Linked DNA regions of Rattus norvegicus: region 1 is linked to region 2. A link is a contact called in public Hi-C data. All regions are on one chromosome and are shown on one strand. The core of a region is the stretch at or near the end of the contact, and the rest is flanking DNA. Distances in the headings are between cores, read along the strand shown. Region 1 overlaps Aftph (aftiphilin). Region 2 overlaps Sertad2 (SERTA domain containing 2).

The links. A called contact is a pair of places that touch in the nucleus more often than the background predicts.
Region 1: a contact with region 2 is called in a Hi-C map of Schwann cells, with 4 times the contacts expected there. The contact joins two enhancer-like sites. A contact is called at or near these places in 4 of 12 Hi-C or Micro-C datasets (the A7r5 cell line, Schwann cells and kidney).

What each region holds. Positions count from the first base shown.
Region 1 is chr14:99,068,220-99,073,271 of GRCr8, forward strand. Aftph (aftiphilin) reads right to left here. Exons shown (of 9, transcript NM_001305127.1): 9 at 4,542-5,052. Among named protein-coding and RNA genes, the nearest start is that of Aftph, 56 kb to the right of the region's middle. Within about 2 kb of position 2,577, at least 2 of the 93 cell types and tissues checked have an H3K27ac peak or open chromatin away from gene starts, as enhancers often do. A contact at or near this core is called in Schwann cells, where this site is marked.
Region 2 is chr14:99,022,924-99,028,444 of GRCr8, forward strand. The region is part of intron 1 of Sertad2 (SERTA domain containing 2); the gene reads left to right. Among named protein-coding and RNA genes, the nearest start is that of Sertad2, 55 kb to the left of the region's middle. Within about 2 kb of position 3,143, at least 34 of the 93 cell types and tissues checked have an H3K27ac peak or open chromatin away from gene starts, as enhancers often do. A contact at or near this core is called in Schwann cells, where this site is marked.

The DNA of each region.
Region 1 (5,052 bases), core at 1,327-3,826, 45 kb after region 2:
GCTCTGTCCAGTGTGGGTGGCAGAGAGGTTTCTAGAGGAGCTGTTTTCCTGGGGCTGGTTTCAGTCAGCTGCTGGGAGATTTGGTAGCTCACAGAGAGACCACCTTGTGGAGAAGAGGCAGAGCCCATGTCTACCTGGTAAGGTTAACTTTTGTTCAGGGGGCTTCAAGAAGGACTTGCTATAGGAAAAGAACATTCTTTTTTTCTTTCTTTCTTTTTTTTTTTTTTTTTTTTTTTTTTTTTTCGGAGCTGGGGACCGAACCCAGGGCCTTGCGCTTGCTAGGCAAGCGCTCTACCGCTGAGCTAAATCCCCAACCTCAAGAAAAGAACATTCTCTTAGCATAGTGGATACAGTTTGATTGGGAGGCTGAATGGTAGTCAGATTACATAAGTGAGCCTGGAGGGAGGAAGCAGCTGTGTAAGAAGTGGAATCGACAGGAGTCTAGACCCACAGGATGAAGATGAGGCAGGGGACTGGACAAGAATGAGCATGGAAAACACGAATTGAGAGGGGGCCTAGCAAGAAAGGTGCATGGGGCATGTGAGGAGTCATACACGGTGCATGGGACCTAAAGCAAGAGTCCTGGTCCTCCAGTGTAGCTGGCCAATGGCAGAAGAGACCCGCAGCCCAAGGCGGTGCAAAGGGTGGGCTCCGCCCAGAACGCTGGGGCTGGCTCCTCCTCCTTCCTTCTCTCATTTGATATTCGAATCAGGATCTCAGTGTGTAGTCCGGGTTGGTCTCAAACTTGGCATCTTTTTCCCTCTGCCTTTTGAGTGCTGGAATTGCAGGCGTGCGCACCTGTCTGATCTTTCCCTCGAGGGACCTAGGGAGGAGATAGACGGGAATTAAAGATTAGAGTAACCAGCAGCCCCATTCTGGCTGGGGTGGCTGCGGGATGGGGGCAGTTGGTCTCCGTATTCTCACTCCTTGGCCCTTCTGGTCTTCGGTGATCCATGTCCCTGACCCTCAGAGATGGTGACGGGAGAGGACCATGGGGCCCCATCGAGGGATGTGAGCGTCTAAGGGCATAGTTCATGTTGTCATTTGGAGTTTCAAGGTAACTGAAATCTACCATACATTGTAAGGGTGGCTTTAGTTCTCCGGAGGGAAGGACGGCATTGAACGCACTGTTAAGGAGATAGTTATCTGTTCTCTTCTCCTGTCGTCGTCATGGTCATCCTTACTGACAGAATACTGACCCAGATGAATTATGATAAACATTGGCCAAGTGTTTACTGTGTGCCACAGGTGATGTGAATATCCCCACCCCTCATTTTATCGAATCTCTCTATAGTCCAAACCATCTTTAAACTTCTGACCCTCCTGCCCCAACTTCCTGAATTATGGGATCACAGCTGTGCACCACACCTGTGCAGACCCTTTTGTCCTGGACTTATCACCTCCTGGTGCAGGTGAATTATTATGCTGGCCCATGTGGTGTCACGAGTCCTGTAACTGGATTCGGCAGGGCTTTGCTCATTGCGATCTGTGGTCAAGATGAAGGAACATGGTGACTTTCTGTTGAGAAGCTACAGCACCAGGAGCTTGCCTGGTGCTCTGTGCAGGCATTTGTGGGGGTTCCTATTGGTCAATGTTCGATTTGGTGATCTGGACACAAAGTTTGTTCATCAGTCAATAGAGAACAAGGTGGAGGAAGGAGGGAGAGACTGCATAGGGTGGGTACAAAGACACTTTGGGGACATGGACATCTGAAGCAATGTCTAAAGTGGACACAGTGAGGTTGGGAAGGATAAATGTAAAACCTGCTTTCAGGTTTTAGAAACTCATCAATAGAAGTAGATGACAGTCTGACTCCAAGGCAGTTGGGGCGGGGGGTGTTGTTCTGCATGCGGTAAAGAGGCAGATTTGTCACCACTGGGGATAGAATTGTAGGCTATGTTAGACGTTTGAAATAGAATAAGCATGAAGCCCATGTCAGTGGTGAGGTGACACCTGGTCCAGCCTGGGGAACAGTTAAGAGGCACTCAGCCAATAGGATGGGATTCAGATAAGAACGCTGTATACAGAAGAAGACAGCATGGAAAGAAGACTGTGACAGTGACCTTCAGACAGAGGTTGGGGGTGTGCGTGGGGGGAGGATTAGGGTTATCCAACACTAGGGGACAGCTTGAAACCATAGGTTATGGCGAGACAGTGCTAGCAACAAAGCCGGGCATAGGTCCTGCCTCTGGATACAGATGTGCTCTTGCCTCAGGATATGGATGTTGCACACGTCAGTTTCCTTATTTATGCTTCAATTTCCTCGGCTATGAGCTTCAACTCCTTCTTGGCCCTTAATATTCTGCAGCAACAGAGAATTTCCTGTAACCATTCAGCCCCAGTATTAGCCTAGGCAGGACAACCCCCGGCTGCATGTGTCCCAGCTCTGATGCCTCTGGGGGGGGGGTGTTCCTGGGAGAGGTTTAGGGGAGCACTGAGCAGCTCATCTTTCAGCCCTAACAGACTCTAAAGTTACTTCTTCCTCAGTTTTCTTTTCCTTTGCTTGTGGGATCTACAAGCATACGTACTTGAGGTCAAATTCAGGACACTGTGAGTGTGAAACACGCTTGACTGAGAGCTGTTTTGACTCTATAGCCCTTTGTATTAGGGTTCTAGAATAGTAGAACATAAGAGAATGAATCTCTACATAAAGGGGATTTACTAGAATGACTTAAAGACTTCAATTGAGCTAATCCAACAATGGCTGTTTATGAATGGAAGTTCCAAGAATCTAGATGCAGCCAAGTTGACAATTAAAACGGCCATCACATTCCTGTCATGAAAATTTTCATCGTGGGTGGGGAGACCATGTAACATATACCTCCCTCCTTATAAGGTCCCAATGACAAAGCAGTTTGATTGCACCAGTTCTCCCCCTTGCCTTCCAAACACTTAATGAGTTTATTAGGGATATTTATAGGGCATTGGAGGAGGGGCCAATCACAGGAGCACAAATGATCCCAAAAAGGCCGCACTGCAACGTCTCCACCCAGTATGGATGATATCTTCCCCATGGCTGCATAGATGGAGCCCAATTCACCTCATCCTCCTCAGACTACAGCCCCAAGGCCATGTGTGGTTAGGACCAAGTTGCACACAAGTGGCTGGGTACTCAGTTGAGGGTCCCGTAACTCCCCATCCTCCACTCTGAGACTGACATAGTCAGCTCGAGCAGCTGTGATCAGTCGTAAACAGGCAGAGCTGAACTTTCGGACATAGTGGCTGGCAGGGAGGGGGGCAGATAGTGCTGTCCAGCAGCCCATTTTCTTCTATGCATGAAATACCAGAGACTTGAAGCATCTGTCACTGTAGGCCATACTTACCCAGCAACGAAGAGGCTGTCAAGTGGACACTGCAGGGTGCCACTGGCTGGCAGCCTGTCCTCTAGCAAATATGCAACTTTTTTTCTGGCAAATGTCTAAAATATAACATTCTAAAATTACCTTTGTCTTAGACTCACACGTTTTCACAGGTGTGGTTATTCTGTCTGCATGTATGCATGAGCAACTCACGTGTGCTTGGCCCTGGTACAGGTCAGAACAGGGCGTTGGATCCCTGGAACTGGAGTTTCAGACATTTGTGAGCCACCGTGTAGCTGCTGGAAACCAAACCCTGGTTCTCTTCAAGTGCCACACGTGTCCTTAACCATTGTACCATCTCTCTACCTACCTCCCAAATTACCTTTAAGGAGTTTTGTGCAAACGTTTTCTTGGAGGGGGTACTCCTATAAATTCTTTCTCAACATTCTGAAGATATGTTCTAATGAATCATGGGGATTTAAAAAATTTATTTATGTATATGAGTATGCTGTCTTCATGCACACCAGAAGAGGACATCAGATCCCATTACAGATGGTTGTGAGCCACCATGTGGTTGCTGGGGATTGAACTCGGGACCTCTGGAGGAGCAGCCAGTGCTCTCAACTGCTGAGCCACCTCCTCAGCCCAGGGGGGGTTTCTCTATGGTCTCACGTTGTCTGTGTCATAGCTGGGAAAGGCATTGACCCTGTCCGGTGTGTGTGTGACGACCTTCTGGTTGTTACCTTTCTACCTTTTTTTTAACTTTTTTTTTTCGGAGCTGGGGACCGAACCCAGGGCCTTGTGCTTGCTAGGCAAGCGCTCTACCACTGAGCCAAATCCCCAACCCCCCTTTCTACCTTTTTTGTGACAGTCTTTGTGTTACCGTGTGAACCAGGCTAGCTGGCCTGGAGCTTCTTAAATGAATTTATTTCACTTTGTGTGGTGAATGTTTTGCTTGGATGTGTGCCTGTGTAACACCAAACTTAGTCATAGACGGTTGTGAGCCACCGTGAGAGGAGAACCTGGGTCCTCTGTAAGAACAAGTGCTCTTGACCCAAGAACCATGTCTCCAGCCTCACGATTCAGTTCTTGGAGACCAGATTCTAATTCTTCCTGATTTTAACCAGGGATAAGTCCTATCAAATTACTTCATTAGAAACAAAATTTATTAATTCTGAATAAAATCTCACATTCAAATGCATCATATTTTCTCTGAGATACTAAAGTACAAAGACAAAAGGCTAAATTTCTTTTAAATTATTTTATTATTGTATAAGCTAAAAGGAAATTTACACACTGAAATCTCAAAACCCTTGGGCATGCATATTAACCCGTTAGAGGTTCTTCTACATGTCTCTCCTGCTTCCATAGGAATTGCCCCAAACGTTTAAAACCCACAGCTTGTTTTTTTGTTTTTTTACTGTATATACAGCCTAAACCATAGCAATCTAGGATTATGTCATTTTACACTGTGCAAAAATCCTCAAAAAATAGTGGTATGACAGAACAGAAAGATCTCTACAAATTTCATTTTAAGACATTCATATAATTTGGTCCTTCTCCAAATCACACCAATTAAAACAGGCACATTCTCTGTCAAGCCTCCAGTCACGTCCTGACAGTGATCCCGGCCCACAACCAGCGAGCATCAGTGGAGTGACCTCTGAGAAGGTCACACACAGCAATACACCTGACAAAAAGACGACAACAAAGCCCGGGAAACAGAACAAAAGCCAGGTCTGAAACAAACCCA
Region 2 (5,521 bases), core at 1,893-4,392:
CTCTCCTCAAGGGTCCCTCCAAGTGAAAGTAGACCTACTAAGTGCTTTCTTTAGAAATAAATATTACTACACTTTTATGGCACTCTAATTACTTTTATTGTATTTAGCTAAATGGCTTTGCTTAAAATTCAGTAAGTTATGAATATCCAAGGTCCTTGGGGGAAAATTAAAATCTCAAAACAGCCTAGAAAAATGGCTACTGTATTTACAAAATATTCACTACTCTTTAGTTTATATTTTCTTCCCCCACCCCCTTGTTTTTTTTTTTTTTTAAGACAGGGTCTCTCTGTGTTGAACAATCCTGGCTGTTTCCTTTTGTAGACCAGGCTGGCCTGGAACTCACAGAAATACTCCTGCCTATGCAGGATTGGGATTAAAGGTGTGTACCATCACCACCCAGCTGAGTTCATTACTTTTTCTATTGAGTGAACTATTCAAGTATCTGATACAAAATTTAAATTGTCTGTGTAAAACCTTACCAGCCAAATTCTTTTATTTTTAAGTGATTTTGTTATTTTATGTGTATGAGTGTTTTGCCTCTGTTTGTGCATACCACCTATGTACCTAGTACCCAAGGAGGCCAGAAGATGATGTTAGGTCACCTGGAACTGGAGTCACAGATTGTTGTGAGCCACTATATGGGTGCTGGGAGTCAAACCCAGGTCCTTTGGAAGACAGCAACTAGTGGTGTTAACCACAGAGCCATTTCTCTATCCCCTGTCTACCTAACTTGTAAAGGCGATTATGATAAATATTCTAAATATGTAGGTTACTTACATGGGCCTCAGATTCACCATCTATTCTCCCAATTTAATGTTTTAATTCTTAAAAAATATTCCCATAAAAATATCTCTTAAAGTTTCATCCTTATATTCTATTTTTCAGTTTTATTTAGTGATAAACTAATTAGCTAACATGGAAAGCAACCTTTAGTTTTAACTAAAATGGAGTTTTATTTTTCACTGAATTGGCCTTAAAGTTACTGTGTTGGTGTGACTGTTTTATATACCTGGTCACCAAAAAAATAAATAAATAAAAATAAAAACTCTCACATGCTTTTTGACATATCGTTTGGTTTCTACTCAAGTTTTTTATTTTCCCTTGACATTGTTTATTAAGGATCACTTATTCGAGGGAAAAACAAGGCATCTTTGGGGAAAAGATGCTACAAGAGGATTGAAACTAGAATCCCATCTAAGCAATTATAAATACAGGAGAAAAAAATATTTTCATTATGCCCGGGAATGGGAGGTGCAAAGTTAGATGAGCTTCCCTGGCAGGCGGTCCCCTGGGGAAAAGTCAAAGTTGAAGATTCCTTAGTGCTAATGAGACCTTAGACTCAGGGTGCTGAAGACCTACCCTGGACACCAAATGATTACAAAGCAGCTTCCTAATGCAAAGTTACAATATGTATGCTTCCAATTACTGGTTTGCAAATGGAGGGAAGACGACTAGTTCATCTGGTAGAAGCATCATTACTGAACAGACATCACATAACCTGAGCTAGTAATCTGACTAGGGAGAATCCCTGCTGTTTGACGGTAACTCGCTTCAGGGTATCCCGAGGTGGAAACTGCATTACATTTTCCAGTTAGATGGCTTCTGCTCTGTGTTCCTGATGAGGGATGTTCTACATAAGTACCTGAAGCATTGTTCAGTGTGGGAGTAGTCTACTGTTGTGAAGATGCAGTAGGGCTATGGGAAAAGTCTTCCTTGTAAATGTGGAAGGCTGGATGTGTGCTTGGAAGTCAGCCTCACAACCCCACTGGAGATCTGAACTGTTGGCACCTCTGAGTCCACATTTTGTGACTTGGATTCCTGGTTGATCGTGTGTGTGTGTGTGTGTGTGTGTGTGTGTGTGTGTGTGTGTGTGTGTGTACACGTGTGTGTGTGTGTGTGTGTGTACTCCAGTAATCCTCCAGGGATCCTAACTGTGGTTTTTGAGCACTGATGTTACTTAGGTACAAGCAGTGAAAGGTTGTACCATAGCATAGCATAGTTTAGTTTGGATTTGGGAAGGCTTCTAGCATTCAGCATTGCCGTGTGAACCCCTGAGTGGGAGATGGACTTTGGAAATGTAAATGCTTTGAGAACTCTGTAGGTAGGAACTGACTTGGAGTTGGAAGATGCCTTGCTGCTCTGTGGCACCCCCTTGTGGTAGATGTGGTGCAATCTTTCAGCGCTTATAGGATTTCAATTTGCATTGGGCATGCTTGTTTACATAAAACACTCATTCATCTGTACAAATATGCTTATAGGGTTAGTGTAATTCTCATGTGAGAAATTTGCTGTGTGAAAGCGGGGCAAAAAAAAAGAAATTTGCTGTTCTTATTTGATTTTTTTTTTTTTAATATATGGGGATGTGTTGTTTAACTTTTATGGAAAATTCCAGACAGACTCAGAAGTCAAAGTACAGTGCAGTGCCCTGTGCTCGTCACTGAGCTTTAGAGGAGCCACCATTCTGTTGACTGTTCCGTCTACATTGCCATGCTGGTGTTGTTTCTGAGTATTTTCTAGCCAGACTGAGGCCTCAGATCATGTTGTATCTGTGAAACTGTAAGTTCAGACCTCACCTTGGGCCAGAATCCTGGGGTGAAATCGAGGACTTGTTAGCCAGTCCATCATCATCCTTAGAAGATGACTGCTATCCCCAATTCATTAGGGTTGGCATTGCAACCTAAGATTTCCAGGGGACAGAAAACCAGTGAGTTGGGGTATTAGAAACACTGCTGACTTGTTTTAAAAGCTGTTTTTGTTTTCCAGATTTTTACTATCAAGACATACTTTATTCTTCCCTATCTTCTTCTTTATTCTAAAGAAATATTCATTTCTAGAATTTGACTCTGGTTTACTCAGTGTAATTGGTTGTCACCTGTTACAATTCCATTTGTTCTCATGTGAACCGATTATATTTGATAAACCAACATTAGAAATCGTATCCAGCTTAGCTGATAGTAAATCCTAAGAGGATAAAGTGTGTTAAAATGTAGACATTAGAAACAATCCCACATGGTAAAGTTGTGTAAATGTGCACGGTGGCTGGTGTCTTGGCCACTTCAACTTGTATCTCAGCCTATGGTGGCCCTCTGGAGGGCTGGGAGTTTGTGCTGGCTGGGTAGGCAGGGCTGGCCTGCGGGACTGCGGGCCTGGCTGAGTGGAGCCGAGGGTGGGTGTCGGGTTACAGCAGCCTGAGCGAGCACAGGGACTGCCTGATCTAGCGAGTGGCTTTATAATTACTGTGCTGATTTGTTAGGGAGGCTTTGTCTTACTTACCAATTAGCATGGATGTTACTGCAGAGACCTCTGAAACCCTGGGTAGGCTTTAGTTTAAAAATAAGATCTTGTGGATCCCAACGGCATCACAGTTGTCACTAGCATAGGTGGAAAGGGGTAAGAGTGCAGTTGTCTTTCCCTGTCTGTAAGTGGTAGAGCTTCTTGCCCTGTTGGACTGTTGTTCCCCTGGCCAGGGGCTGTCACTGGCGTCTGAAGATTGTCTGATGCCATTTCCCCTCATCATGTACTCTCCTGCCTGGCTGCAGCCAAGGGCCTGGAGGCTGCTGTTTCTTGTGGCTTCTCTTATGATTGTGCCAGTGTCCCTGACCACTACTTCCCTAGCTCTTTCTGCTCTGGCTCTTTGTGAGCCTCGGAGGGAAGCTGGGTGTTAAAAGCTTAGCTATGAGCAGGTTTCCCAGTGTGTTGTGTTCCAATGGGTGAGCGTGCATGCCTGCGTGCGTGCAAGTGTGGAAAGCTGTCTAAGCCAGTACGGTTTCCCATTGACGCAGGATGGGGTTTGTCCTCGCTGCCGCCGTGCTGCAGGGGAGACCAGGCTCTAGGAGAACAAAAGCTCACCTCAAAGGCAGGATACCAAAGGTGAGCAAAGATAAGGATTTGAGGAAATTCCATTTCAGAAATTGTCTCTGCACAGTTTCTAGCCCCATTTTAGCCACTACTGGGGGTGCCCCTAGGAAGGGGGTCTCAGTCTCATTAATAGAATGTGAGAAAGAGTTCAGCAAAGCTTGGGGACACTTACTAGAGTTTAAAAGAAACCCCCCTGGGTGGAGAAGCTGTAAATGTTGGCAGCTACCCACAGGAGGGAAAGGAGAGACACACCGAGAGCAAGGAGCCATGAGGCAGGGAGGAAGGCTTTAGAAAGAATGAGGAAGCCCAGAGTATCAGACAAGAGCATCCTTAGGTTCTGACCAGAGTCTGAGAGACAAAAGAGGAAGAAAGCCTTTGTGACTTGGGCCTCAGAAATGGCGGCAGACCCAGTGACCTCATGGTGGCCAAGATGGACTAGGCTGGGGGGAGGGGTGACAAAGAAGAATACAGTATCATCATTAAAAGAAAAATATTCTTCTACCATCTCTTTGGCTATTTGTTTGAGACAAGATCTCACCATGTAGGTGACCAGTTAGGAACTCCCTATGTAGCCCAGGCTGGCCTTGAACTCAAAGAGATTTGCCTGCCTAGTGCTAGGATTAAAAGTGTGAGCTGACCTTCCTAGAGGTGGTCCCTGGACTGGGAGATTGGCTAGGCACGGCTGGGATAATAGGTCTCTATTCAGCTGGAGGCTATACTCACTTGCCAGAAGGAATTTTCCCTTATTGGGTCTTTACTGCCACTCCCTGTCTGTCTCTGAGGCTGAATTCTACCACACAGTTGATTTAGTTAGGAACATGCTTTCCCCTGCCACTCAGTTGAGGGAATCTGTTCCAAGTCAAGAGCCTACGGCTCTGGCAGCCCCAGATGCACATGAGAAATCTCTGATGTTCTCTTGGGAGCCTTCTCTTCCCTCTTGGCTCCTTTTTTCTTCAAAAGTAGTAAATTGGAGTGGGGTGGGTGGAGAGATGACTCAGAGGTTAACATTGGCTACTCTCCCAAAGGACCTGGGTTCAGTTCCCAGCACCCACATACTGTCTTACAACCATCCACACACAATACTAGTTCCAAGGGATCTGATAATAAAAAGTAGCAAATTGGTGTAGAGGCAATGGCAGGGTCAGCATTGCCCTCAAAGATCGGTTTGGCACTGACTTTTGAAAAATCCAGTGTTGGAGCTGGAGAGATGGTTCTGGGACTAAAAGCTCTAGTTTTCTTCCAAGGGGCCCTGGTTTGGTTCTTAGCATCCACATGGCAGCTCAGAGCTGAAAACTCCGATTCCAGGAGCTCTGACACCTGTTTTAGTTTCTTTGGGTACCAGATGAGCAAGTGGTTCACAGGCAAAACACTCATATGCAAAAATTAAAATTAAATGGATATGAGATTTGTTATCTCTTGTCCAAAGAAGACACCTGTACAAGATATCGTTTCCTTTCCTTGAAATTGGTACTCAGTTGTCAATTTTGACCCTGTCTGAGTAAGAAGTAAAGGAACTTTGTGTGCTTCTTCTGTCAGGTATAATGACCATTGTTTGGGATGAACTGGGTTAAAATGGACTTGACAGCTCTTTTTGAGGGGCACAGAGTCTGCAGTCTTCATGGGCAAGAGAAGGCTCCCATCCTGCCGTCCATCCTGGGCTGTG